Regions from separate parts of the Rattus norvegicus genome. Here all the other regions are linked to region 1. The links are chromatin contacts, called in public Hi-C maps. All regions are on one chromosome and are shown on one strand. The core of a region is the stretch at or near the end of the contact, and the rest is flanking DNA. Distances in the headings are between cores, read along the strand shown.

What was found. A called contact is a pair of places that touch in the nucleus more often than the background predicts.
Region 2: a contact with region 1 is called in a Hi-C map of liver, with 1.9 times the contacts expected there. The contact joins the enhancer-like site here to the promoter of Ncoa3 in region 1. A contact is called at or near these places in 9 of 12 Hi-C or Micro-C datasets (Schwann cells, frontal cortex, kidney and 4 more) and 1 of 1 datasets of contacts at active chromatin or transcription factors (oligodendrocytes).
Region 3: a contact with region 1 is called in a Hi-C map of liver, with 2.4 times the contacts expected there. The contact joins the enhancer-like site here to the promoter of Ncoa3 in region 1. A contact is called at or near these places in 8 of 12 Hi-C or Micro-C datasets (Schwann cells, frontal cortex, kidney and 4 more).

The regions. Positions count from the first base shown.
Region 1 is chr3:175,155,464-175,159,800 of GRCr8, forward strand. Ncoa3 (nuclear receptor coactivator 3) reads left to right here and starts at 2,361. Exons shown (of 23, transcript NM_053454.1): 1 at 2,361-2,483. It overlaps LOC100909912 (a long non-coding RNA gene), which reads right to left and starts at 2,292. Exons shown (of 3, transcript XR_352829.5): 1 at 2,065-2,292; 2 at 426-1,360.
Region 2 is chr3:175,194,794-175,199,033 of GRCr8, forward strand. All of the region lies in intron 1 of Ncoa3 (nuclear receptor coactivator 3), which reads left to right. Among named protein-coding and RNA genes, the nearest start is that of Ncoa3, 39 kb to the left of the region's middle. Within about 2 kb of position 2,333, at least 81 of the 93 cell types and tissues checked have an H3K27ac peak or open chromatin away from gene starts, as enhancers often do. A contact at or near this core is called in Schwann cells, kidney, liver and 1 more, where this site is marked.
Region 3 is chr3:175,097,946-175,101,903 of GRCr8, forward strand. No RefSeq gene overlaps it. Among named protein-coding and RNA genes, the nearest start is that of Zmynd8, 53 kb to the left of the region's middle. Within about 2 kb of position 2,101, at least 22 of the 93 cell types and tissues checked have an H3K27ac peak or open chromatin away from gene starts, as enhancers often do. A contact at or near this core is called in kidney and liver, where this site is marked.

The DNA of each region.
Region 1 (4,337 bases), core at 1,111-3,610:
CAGTGCTCCTGACAGTTCTGCTGCCTCAGCCTCTTGAGTCCTGGAATTACCATGTGTAGGCAGCCTGGAATTTCAGATGTAGTGGAGGATAGGCTTTGTCCTTTTCCCTTCTAAACGCAACGATTATAGGTGTGCCCTACCAGGCCTACCTCTGGTGCTAATCTTTTTTTTTTTTTTTTTTTCTTTTTTTCGGAGCTGGGGACCGAACCCAGGGCCTTGCGCTTCCTAGGTAAGCGCTCTACGATTGAGCTAAATCCCCAGCCCCTTTTTTATTTTTTTATTTTTTTTTTGGAGCTGGGGACCGAACCCAGTGCCTTGCGGTTGCTAGGCAAGCGCTCTACCACTGAGCTAAACCTCCAACCCTTCTCTGGTGCTAATCTTGTTGGTGATGTAAGCATCATGGGCCTCAAAGGACAGGGACTTACAAGGCAGGCAGATGCTGTTGGGTCTTGCCTGGGATCTCAGCCTCTGTGAACTGGTGTGCTCCCATTCCCTCTGGCTTCTCAGAGAGGGAGAGTTGGGGCCAGGAAGGAGAAAGTAGGAGCTGTCAGCATTCTTAAGCCCTAGGCTTGAGGGCTTCACCCTAGGACTTGTGTGTCTTTTGGGCAACAGTCTTAGAACCAACCCTACTTCGAAGAAGGGACACAAGTCAATCCCTTCCTGGGGACTGGGCAAACAGGGAAGGATAAAAGTGGCGTCTTCACTGATCATTTACCTGATGTCACCCAGCTGCTTTCGATTCTGACTCTAGGGCCTGCCAGATGTTACTCAGCAGCACGACTGGCTTCTTTTTGGATCTTTTTCTGACATAATTCAATTTGTTTTTACTGTTCCTATCTGTTCTACTCTGAGCATATACATATATAAATATTATGCATATGTCTGAATACATTTCAGTATAACATTGCACTTGAATCAATAATTATTTTAATGTACTTTTGTTACACTTAGAATTATTATTACTATTATGAATTTTTTTAAAGATTTTATTTATTTATTGTATATGAGTACACTGTAGCTGTCTTCAGACACACAAGAAGAGGGCATCAGATCTCATTACAGATTGTGAGCCACCATGTGGTTGCTGGGATTTGAACTCAGGACCTCTGGAAGAGCAGTCAGTGCTCTTAACCAGTGAGCCATCTCTCCAGCCCCTCTATTATGAATTTTAAGATAGGATTTCCCTATGTACCCCTGGATGGCCTGGAACTGAGATCTGCCTGCCTCTGCTTCCTGTGCGTAGGGTGTGCATCACCAGACCCGGCTTGGGACTTGGCTGCTGTGTGACTAACTCCATGGGTGAAGAGTGGACACTTGCAGAACAGTGAAGCAGGAACTGCCATCGTGCAGGTGGGAAATCCTGGAGGTAACAGCAGAGAGTTAGGATAGAGTTAATCTTATTCACACCGAACACATTTTATACAGTTGTGCCCCAAGACATCTATTTTATCCCACTATCTCCAGATTCCTTTCCAAGTTCTTTTTATATAAGAATTATCCAAAAGCCCGGGATGCTACTGCATGCCTCTAATCTAGCACGAGGGAGGAAGAGGCAGCTGGGTTTTTGAGTTGGAGGGTAGCCTGGTCTACGTTTATTGCCTTTGACTTTGACCTTATTTATTTTGGTCAAACCTGCCCCCACCCCGGGTTGGCTTTAAAGTTTTGTTTCTTCTGTTTCTACCCTCGGAGGCATGGGGTCACTGGGATTGGCTTCATTGGTAGAGGCTGGTTCTGTAGAATGCTGCACGTTCTGCGTTTGTTTTTGTATCTTCCTATTCCGTTAGATTCAGGTCACTTATTTTGGTTTGCTTTAGCAAGTACATTACCTTGGTAGCTTTCTGCTCTATGCACCGCATCCTTTCAGGAGGCATGGGGTGACAGTTTGAGCCACTTCTTTTGGCACCAAGTTTAAGACGCACTTGGTTAAGGTGGTGTCTCTCAATTCTCCCCACTGTAACGCAAGCTGTTCTCTGGTTTCAATCCCGACACTCAGAGACCACATTGAGGACTGAACATCTTGTGACCCAAAACCCTTTCAAGTCAGTGACTTAGCAGGGATCCTACCTCGGGCCTCAGTTTGCTCGTCTGAAAAGTAAGGATGACGCCCCCTCAGCTACTCGTCTTGAGGAACGGTGCTTGGCGCACAATGAACACTCCATAGAGGTCAGGAATTCCAGGATGGAGACAGGCACACGGGAAATCGAACGCTGGACGCCCCCTTTAGCTCCAGGGGATGGGTAAGCTGGTGGCAACCCAGGCCTTGCGACCACGCCTCTTGCCTCGCGCAGGGCCCCCTGGGACCCGTAGTGCTGGGCGTGGCCGCGGGACTACAAATCCCGGCGGCCCCCGCGCCGCGGCTTCAGCGGCGGCTGCCTCAGCTCCTCAGAGCGCCGGCGGCGGCCTCGGCGGAGTCGGTGTCGGCGGCCGGGGCTGAGCTGTGAGTTTCCGATCGAGAACAGCGTTGGGGAAGATGGCGGCGAGCGGTGAGTGGAGAGAAAGGCAGCGGCGAGCAGCAGGCGAGGCCGGAGGCATGGCCTGAGGCGGGGGTCTTGGGGTCGCCAGCAACGCGCGGCGCAGACGACCGGGATCGGGCGGGCGGCGCTGGGCTCCGGGGCCCGTGCAGGGTCGCGAGGAGTTCGCGGCCGCGGCCTCTGCTGCTGGAGCTCCCCCCGGCGAATCTCGGGTCGGAGAAGCTCAGCGTAGCCTCCTCTTCCCGCCGGCGCCGCCCGGCGGGGCGGACGCGGGCGGCTCCTCGGGCAGGAGCTGCGGCTCCGCTGTGAGCGGGCGCGGCGGACACGGAGTCTGCTCTGCGCGCAGGGTGAGCGCGGGGTGTGTGCGTGGTGAGAGCGGGGTCTGTGGTGTGTGCGGGGTGTGTGGAATGGATGTGGAGTCTGGGATGTGCCAGGTATGTGGCGTGGCTCCTGAGTCTGCCAGGTGTGTGTGGTGGATGCAGGGTGAGTGCGGGGTCTGCAGGGTGGATGCAGGGCGGGTAAGATGAGTGCGGTGTGCGAGAGGTGTGTGCTAGTGTGCGCCGGGTGAGCGGAGATGTGAGGTATGAGTGCGAGGTCTGCGGTCTGTGTGGGGCGAGGACCCGTGTGGATGCGGGGTCCTCGTTGTGTCTAGGGTGGGTGCTTTGCGGATGAGGAGTTTGAGGTGTGTAGCGTGGATGCAGGCTCTGCTGTCTGTATGGGATGAGTGTGGGGTCTCCCCTCTGTGCGGCGTGGATACGTGCTCTGCGGTCTGGTATCCGCTATCATCGTGGTCGCTTTCATCTTACGAAATTCCCAGTCTAGGTTCGTTCATTGATTCTGTTTGCAATAGTTTAAATGAACCCGAGCCGCACAGCCTGCAAGAGAAGTGGGAGGCAGTGCTACTTCCTAGGCAGCTTGAGGGTGTCTAGGGTGGAAAAGTTAACCAGAAGAGCAGCCTGGAGAGGCCAGAGCATCTTAGGCCCACGGAACAGGAGCCCAGGACTCCACACTGTATGACCCGGAAGATTGGAGAGTGTCTTGAAGTCGAGAAACTTTTTTCCCCTCCCAAATGCGAAGACTTCCCTTTTTTGCAGTTTCTAAGTAGCGCTTCAAAGCCAACTTGTTTTTGTAATTAAGCTTGTGAGGTTAAAAAAAAAAAAAAAAAAAAAAGACCAGGAAGGAGAGCCATTCCCCTATCTGCTGCAGGGCAAGGTGGACCGAATAAGATGAGAGGTCCCGTATCAGGGTTTCTGTGGCCTGAGATTTAAACGCCTGCTGATCTCTGCAATGCCAAAGCCTTAACATTTGTTTCTGCAGGTTGGTGCTGGAGCCAAGGGTGTATCTTCAGCAAATACTGCTGTGGACTAACATGGCAGTGTAAACCTCTGAGTTTGTGAGAGGTTTGTTCTTCTAAAAAGTTAAATGACAATCAGTTATTCAGGATGGGTTTTTCCACTCAACTGAAAAGGTATGAAAACACAGAAAAAGGAATCTCTTCCACTCGGAACCCTCTCTGAGGTAACGACGGTTAGCATTTCTTGGAGTAAGTTTGGCTTTGGGACTTAAGACTTGAGTATTTTCATTAGAAACAAACCCCAGCTGCTGTATACTGAGAGCAGGAACAAGGAGGGGGGGTAGTGTTTTCTTCTTTTTGTTATTTAAAACTTGTAGGAGCGGGAGAGGTGGCTCAGTGCTTAAGAGCACTGATTGCTGCTCTACCAGAGGACCTGGAATTGACTCCCAGCTTCCTGCAACCATCTTTAGTGCCAGTTCCAGGGAATCGGTCGCCCCCTTCTGGCCTCTGTGGACATCAGGCACCCATCTGGCACTGATTTAAGCTTGATAGTTGTTAGGCCCTTGAATTTA
Region 2 (4,240 bases), core at 1,083-3,582, 39 kb after region 1:
GTCACCGAGCTCACGGCAGCGTGGTACGGATGGGTATGTGGCATGTTTTAGGTTTTCTGGCTGTGTGTGACACTGACTGACAGCATACTGTGAGTTGTTTTTTAAAAGACATAATAACATTTGCATAATGCTGAGATGTAAAAATTCAATCACATGTCAGGATAGATTTTTATGAATTATTTTCTAAATAAAAGTTTTGGATTTTTAGTGAGTTAGGTCTTTCCTAGTTTCAGGCTAGGGAACTGTGAGTCTGTTCTGAAAGAGCTTATGTCTTCCTTTAGGTCTTTGTACCAGGCTTAGGTCATCGTGTACTGCTAGTTCAGTTTACTTTGCTGTCTGGCATTATTTGTATCATTTTAAGTGGTTAAATGACTTTTGCACATTATCAGGAAGGACCTTTTAGATATAACGTTGACATGAACATTATGCATACTGAATTACATTTCTGTGTAAAAAATAGAAATATTTTCATCTTTATGTACCAGGATCCCAGGGTCTTGCCAATCCCTTCTTGCCAAGATAACTGTGGAAATAGAGTCCACTTACTTATTAGTAAATAATGCCCTCCCCTCTCCTCTCCCAGCTGCACGCCAGTCTGTGCTACAGCGGCAGTGGTAGGCATTGTTCAGGAAGTGACCTTGGCTTGGATTAATCAAATTCAGCACACACAAAAAAGATTCTTGCTAACATGCTGACTTGATATAAAATTTTGTCGCATCCATTTTCCTGTGAAATGAGGCCATCCTGTAAAAAGAGAAGATTCTTCAAATTAAACATGCACTAACGGGCGCACCGGCTTCTGTAAGCCATGTTAAAAAGAACAAACTAGTTGTATTTTAAAATTAGACTTACAATCATAAGTTTATATCGTGTGGGTTCGGAAGTTATTAGTAGACAATTATTTGTATCATTTCTTTCAACTTGAAATTAGAATATCATTGACTTTATTTCCTGGTCTGGAACATGTATATCAAGTTGCACTGTAGAGATTCTGTGTAATGAAGACAGAATACTGTTCTCTGGGCCTCTGGTCACTGTGTAGCAAGTGAGGCATTATGTTTTGGTTTCAGATTGCATTTCAGAAATATCTGGTGTTTGATAATCTGGATAGAGCCCACTATCCTATATGCGATCGTTTTAGTAGCTGGTGGTGGTACCCATATAGATCTCCAATCTAAACTTGTAAAACTGCTAAAATTCAACCAGTTGGTATGTAAGTTGGCTTATCTATACATTAGGATTTAGTAAATCATCGGATAGGAGAGTTTGTACAGCTGTCTCCTCTTTGTCTTGGTGTGCTTCAAGGAATGGCGGCTCACACCTGTAATTCCAGGACTTTGAGGTTGGGTTAGGTGGATTGCTGCTGTTTTTCTGCCATTTGGGGCTATAGAGAGAGGTTGTCTTAAACTCCCTCCCATGACCACCCCTTAAAAAAAAACTATGCAAAAAAAACAGATAAAAACCAAAACTGAAACGACCCCAAATCACCATGCTGGCTTCAAGCTCTTGGGCTTCGGTGTCCTGCTTCCTTATTGCCCTGGGGAGGAAGAGGGAGGAGGGAAGTGTGGGGCGGGGAAGGGAGGCAGTGTGGTTTCTCCTGCCCTGCCCTCTTCAGTCCTGCTCACTGTTAGTACAGACTGCTGAGTGGAGTAGTGAATGGATTAGTGTATCGATTTTTTTCTTTTGCATCTGTAGGAAGTTTATATAAAAAGTGATCAGGAGGACAGCTCTGCAGAAGAAAGACTTTGCTTTTGAGTTTGTTCCACGCATGCACGGAGGGCTGTGCTGGGTCCTGGAGGGTTAGAGAGAACACAGGGAAACAAATGGCCCCTTAGATGCTCTCGCTGTGTTTCTGTAGACTCCTCTTGTGAGGATGGCGTACTGCAGTTGTATCAGTGACCCGAGGGAGCCAGAGCCTAAATACTGTAATTGACGGGCTTCATTTCTTCTTAAAGCATTTACAGGGAGCTAAACGGGCATCATGTCATATCATTTGTGGGTAGTTGGGAGATTTGAAGCCTCGTGGAGGAAAATCTTTTCTTAACCTGCCCTTGTTTGCTCTTTGTCTTTATGTCTATCGGTTGGTTTGGTCGATGCTCTAAGATAAAGAGACCCTGACTTGAAGGAGAAAATGGATACTTATCAAATCATTTTTCTGCTCAAACAGCAGTTTAAAGTGAATTAGTCACCTGAACTTAGGGTGTCCGCTGCCTTTTTTAACCTTTCCTTCTTAAGAGAAGCCCGGGAAGAACTGCAGCAGCAGTCCTGGTAGCCAGGGAGTTAACGCTCCCGCAGCCCGAGGGTCAGCGCAGTCTCTGTTTGCTGATTGGCTGCTAAAAGGTGAAATTGAAACCACTGTAAACTTTTGACCCTGTAGCAGTTCCTGTGGAAAGCCTTCTGCGGGTGGAGCCTGCTTACCTCCCACCCCCATTCCCACCCCCTTTGCCTGTATTTATTTTCTGTGATCCTGCAGGGCTCTACCCTGCTTTTCAGAGAGGGAGAGAGTGGGTGAGGCAGACGGGGAGAGGGGAGAAGGAGGGAGAGGGAGGAGCTGTAGAGCAGGCAGCTGCAAGTAGCTTGCTGACAAGCCCGCTGCTTTTCTGTAACTAGGTCCTCACTAACTTAAGCTGAGCCAAAGAGGTGAGGCCAGTTCATAGACCACAGGGCCACCAGGATTCTGTGCTTGCTTTTTCCTTGGTTGCTCAGATGCAGACTAGTGTGCCTCTGCAACTCAGTACTCTTTTGAGGTAGCGTCCCACCCTGTAGCTGGTTGGCCTGATGATGGAATTAAAGGCTTATGCCACCACACCCAGCATTTAAAAAAATTTTTTTTTCTTGTCCCCCTTTGAAGCTACATTTAGTCTGTTTTTGAACAAAATGCCTGGCATCCTTTCCTGGATGTGCTGAGCTAAGAACTTTTACTTTTAGTAACATTTCATGTGTCTCCTTTACGCATCCTGTCTTTTAGATGCCCAGCATGATGTAAGTATTATTGGAGTTGGCTTAGTGGGTAAAGAAACTTACTGCCAAGCCTGATGAGCTGCCCGGCTGAGGCCCCGCGGTAGAGGAGAGAGCAAATATCTGGAAGTTCTTCTCTGACCTCAGCATTTCTGTCATGGTGTGCACGGGCACACGCACAGGCACGCACTCGTGCACACATACATACGAATAAATAAAAACTTCCTTTAAACTGTGTTAATCTTGTCTGCCTTTTTTTGGGGGTAGGGGGTCCAAGATTGAACCTAGGTTTTTGTACATGTTGGCAAGCCCTCACAGTGATCTGTGTCTCCAACTCATAATTTATTTTCGAGAGAGGATTTGTCTACATAGCCCAGGCTGGTGTTGGACTAACTGTCTTCTGCCTTGGCCTTTCCAGTTTTTGGATTGCAGATGCATGTGACTGTGCTAGTCTCCTCTGCTTTTCAGTGTGAAGGACTAACAGGCATTCTGATTGTAAATCTAGGCAATATTTGCAGAAACTGCCTGATTTCATTAGTTATTTTTGGCAGAGATAAACAGTTTTGAATTTGTCTTAATTTTACATCTTCCCCCCAATTAATTAATTAATTTTTTATTTATTCACTTTATATCTCAAATTGCATCCCCTTTCTCCTCTCAGTCCTCCCTCACATAGTCCTCCTACCCACTTTTCCCTTCTCCTGATAAGGGGGAGCCCCCCAACCCTATCAACCCACCTTGGCACAACTCACTGTAGGGCTAGGCACATGCTTTCCCACTGATGCCAGACAAGGCAGCCCAGTTAGAGAAACAGGATCCACAGGCAGACAACACAGTCAGGGACAGCCCACTGTTGTTGGGGGACCCGCTGAAGACTAAGCTACTCATGTGCCACACATGTGCTGGGGTCCTAGGTCCAGCCCATTCATGCTCCCTGGTTGGTGGCTCAGTCTCTGGGAGCCTCAAGAGCTCTTAATTCCCCACCTTAGTGGTCTTCAGGGTTGCCTGCCCATCTCGTGGTGCTGATACCTCTCACCCTGTTCATCCACCCTGTTCAAGTCACGGTGCTCACCAGGTGCTCACTTCGACGGCATCCTTGTTTTAGAAATTGTATTGCCTGCTTGTACCTGCTTCTGCTTACCCACAGTTAATAGTGGCACTATGACTTTATTTTTATATATTTGTTTTTATTATTTTGAATTATGTGTATGTATATCTGAATGTGAGCCCAGTGCTACGCAAGGCCATAGATGTAAGACAGGAATCACAGATGGCTGAGAGT
Region 3 (3,958 bases), core at 851-3,350, 58 kb before region 1:
GGCCAGATTAAATTACACAGTGGAGGGTTGGGGATTTAGCTCAGTGGTAGAGCGCTTGCCTAGCAAGCGCAAGGCCCTGGGTTCGGTTCCCAGCTCCGAAAAAAAAAAAAAAAAGGAATAAATTACACAGTGGGACTTTGTTTCAAAAAAGCTCGCAGGGACTGGTGAGATGGCTGAGAGGTTACACAGGCTGCTCTTCCAGAGAACCTGAGTTCAATGCCCAGCACCCATATGACAGCCCACAACCACCTGATTCTCCAGTCCCAGGGGATCCAACGCCCTCTTCTGGCCTCTGTGGGCACTGCAGGCATGTGTTTACATTTAGACCAACACGCACGCGCGCGTGCGGGCGCAAACACACACACACACACACACACACACACACACACACACTGGTAGCTCTTGCTTGTAATCCTAGCACTTGGGAAATACAGGCAGGAGGATCAGGAACATCAAAGCCAGCCTTAGATACATAGAGGTTTTGGGCTAGCCTGAGCTACATGAGAGCCTGCCTCAAAACAAAAGAAATTGGCTTGTGTAATTGAAGATGAAGGGGGAAATTTTGGCTTCAGACAGTGTGGGATCAAGGATCCTCTCCCTACATGGCTCCTCCAGCCGTGGGCTCGAAGCACGGCTGTTCAGGATTACTAGAGAACACAGCACCTATGTGTCAGCACTCCAGTGGCCACACACGCCTACCCTGAATCATGGCAGGGACACCATAGCCCTCTTGCTGACCAGACCTGACTTAGTCACCTGCTGACAAATATCCAACCCTGGCAGCTTTAATTTGTACTGTTTGGTGACTTCTGTGCTTCCCAAATTAATGTCACATCAAGTAGCTTTCGAAATGCCCCCAAATTGCACACCTCTGCCTCCTTACCCTTAAGTCTAACACATTCCACCCAAGCTGAGAGTCTGGAGGAAGCCATTTCTCTGAGGAAAATCAAGGCAGGAATGTAAGGGGGCCTGGTGAGGATGACAGATGTCTGTTAATCACACTGCAAGCTCACGTTGGTTAAAATGGTTCCAAAGAAGAAATACTATGGGTACATCATGTCCCCTACTAGCAAGCCCAGGGATCACCAAGTCCTCTGTTTAGTTCACCTGGGCTCCATCCTTATAAATGGACCTGGGCCAAGTGTGCAAGTGTAAAGTGGATAAAGTCTGAACGTTTATGTTCTCTGTAAACAAACTGTGTGTGTGTGTGTGAGTGTGTGTGTGCGTGCATGTGTGTGTGCGTGTGTGTGTGTGAGTGTGTGTGTGTGCGTGCATGTGTGTGTGTGTGAGAGATGTATTTGAGTGAGCATACATGTGGAGGTCAAAGGACAATTTTTAGGATTTAGGCTGGAAATCCACCAATGGGGCTCTGAGCATCTATTCAGGTCATCGGGCGTGGTTGCAAACACCTTTAACCAGTGAGCCTTCTTAATGGCCCTGCTCTGGGCTTCCCGGCTGTCCTGACTCCCGGGTACTGGGATTACAGATGTGTGCTATCAGCCTAGCTCTGCAAATTCAATCTCTTGGTCATTGTGCCTTTTCTGGCCTTCCTCATTTCTGTCACTGGATGACACAGCAAGAGAGTCCTCACCAGGTGTCTGCACCTTCCAGGCCCCAGAACCATAGAAAATAAGTGTGTTCACTCTCTCCTCTCCTTCCCTTCCTCTCCCTCCCCATCTCTTCTCCTCATTGTCCCCCTGCCCCGCTCTCTCATACACACACACACACACACACACACACACACACACACACACACACTATGTAGCCCTGGCCAGCTACAGAGCCAACAGGGACCAAAGTGAGGAGTTAACATTTTAAGAAAATGATTCTTTATTCTCGTGTCCCTGAATCTGCAGATGCAGGCCGGGCCTCTCTGTTTCCATCCGAAGGTGATCTGGGCTGACCTGAACATTCCTAATCCCCCTTGAGCTACAGGCTACCTGAAGGGCGTCTGTCCTTCTGAAGGTTACTGTGCAAGCTCCCAGGAACAAAGTCAAATCATGTGACTGGGGACTGTGGGCGGAGCTCAGTGGCTGAGCACTTGCCTAGCATGTGCAAGCCCTGGGTAGATGCCCAGCATCTAAAACCCTAAAGCCAAAACAAATGAACATCAGGAACTCTGGGAGCACGGGGCAGGCTCTGCTCACAGGGCATTTGTTAATAGCTCATGGGCCAAAGCAAGTCACACAGCCAAGCTCAACATGGGAGGGAGGTGCAGTGTGTTCTTTCCTCAGCTGGAGGCCCTGAGAGTTACTTGGCATTTACAGGTTTGGTTTTCTGGTGACTACACATACTGTTGGTGATATTCTGAAGATGCCCTCCATATCGGTAGACATACGTTTAATCTGTTCTAAAAAAAAAAAAGTAATGCATTTCATTTATTTATTTAGTGTGTGTATGTGCGCGTGCAATGGCTTCTGGGAGTATGCTCTCTCCTGTCTACCCTGTGGGTGCCATGGATTGAATTTAGGTCCTGAGGCTGGACAGCAAGTGCCCAATGAGAGGTCTCCTCAACCCTTGCTGTCCTTTCGAGAACTTGCATAAACGTCTTCAGTGTAGACACACTATGTCTTCAGTGTAGACACACTATGGTTCATACATCATCCCCTCCCAGGTGCTACAGCAGGGCTTTTTCTTCGAATAGCTCTGGGGCTGGAGAGGTCCCTCAGTTGGTGGAGTGTTTCCCTAGCAAGCGTCGAGTCCTAGGTTCAAACCCCAGCCTCATATAAACTGGATGTACTGGCCTGTCAATCATCCTAGCACTCTGAAGGAGGAGGCGGGAGCATCAGTTTAAGGTCACTGCCAGCTACATAGGGAGTTTGAGCAACCTGGGCTACATAAGACGGTCTCAGAAAGAAAAATTTGGGATGATCATCCTAATCCAAATGTCCCTATATGTTCTCATTTCTATCTTAAGGGTGGGCGAGCTGAGGCTTACAGCACAAACCCAGCAAGATACAAAGTAGCATAAATAAAGTTATATTGAAACTCAGCCAAACTCACTCATTTGTATAATATCAGAAGTTGCCTTCCCCCTATCCCAGGAGAATCAAGTCACAGGACACAGAAACCCTGTGGCCAAAAAAGACTAAGCTGCAGACCCTCTGGCCCTCAGAGGGAGAGTCTGTCAAACTCTGCTTCATAGCGTGGAACCCCCATTATGTTTTTGTTTTGGGGGATAGGGTCTCGCCATGTAGCCCCGTCTAACTGGGAACTTAGTATATAAAACAAGGTCATCTGCCTGCCTTTGCTTCCCCAGGGCCGGTATTAAAGGTGAATGGCAACACATATAGTTGTTAATATTGAATGGGAGTGAAGGGGTTAGACAGATTACTCAGTGGTAAAGAACACTGACTGCTTGCTTTTAATCCCAGCACTTGAGAGGCAGAGGTAGGTGACTCTCTTGAGTTCAAGGCCAGCCTGGTCTACAGAGTGAGTTCCAGGACAGCCAGGGCTACACAGAGAAACCCTGTCTCAAAAATGAAAATAAATAAAAATTTAAAAAAACCAATAAAATCCAAAAAGCACTGGTCGCTCTTCCAGAGGAAGTAGGTTTGATTCCCATCACTCCCCTGGTGGCTTACAGAACATCTGTAACACCAGTTCCATGGGAGCCAGTGACCTTTTCTGGCTTCCATGAATACTAGGCACACATGTGTTACATAGACATACATGAAGGCAAAACATTCATACCCATAAAGTAAGTAAAAATGGTTTTAAAATATACCTTAGGTGGGAGTATTGGCCCATGTCTTTAATCCCAGCACTTGGGGGGGCACAGGCAGGCAGACCTCTGTGAGTTCAAGGCCAGCCTGGACACATATTGAGCTCCAAGATATTCAGAGCTTTATAGTGAGATCCTGTCTCACCAAAACACAACAAAACTAAAAAAAATAAAAAAAATTAAAAAAAAAATAAAAAAAGGCCTGGAGAGATGGTTCAGTGGCTAAGGGCACTG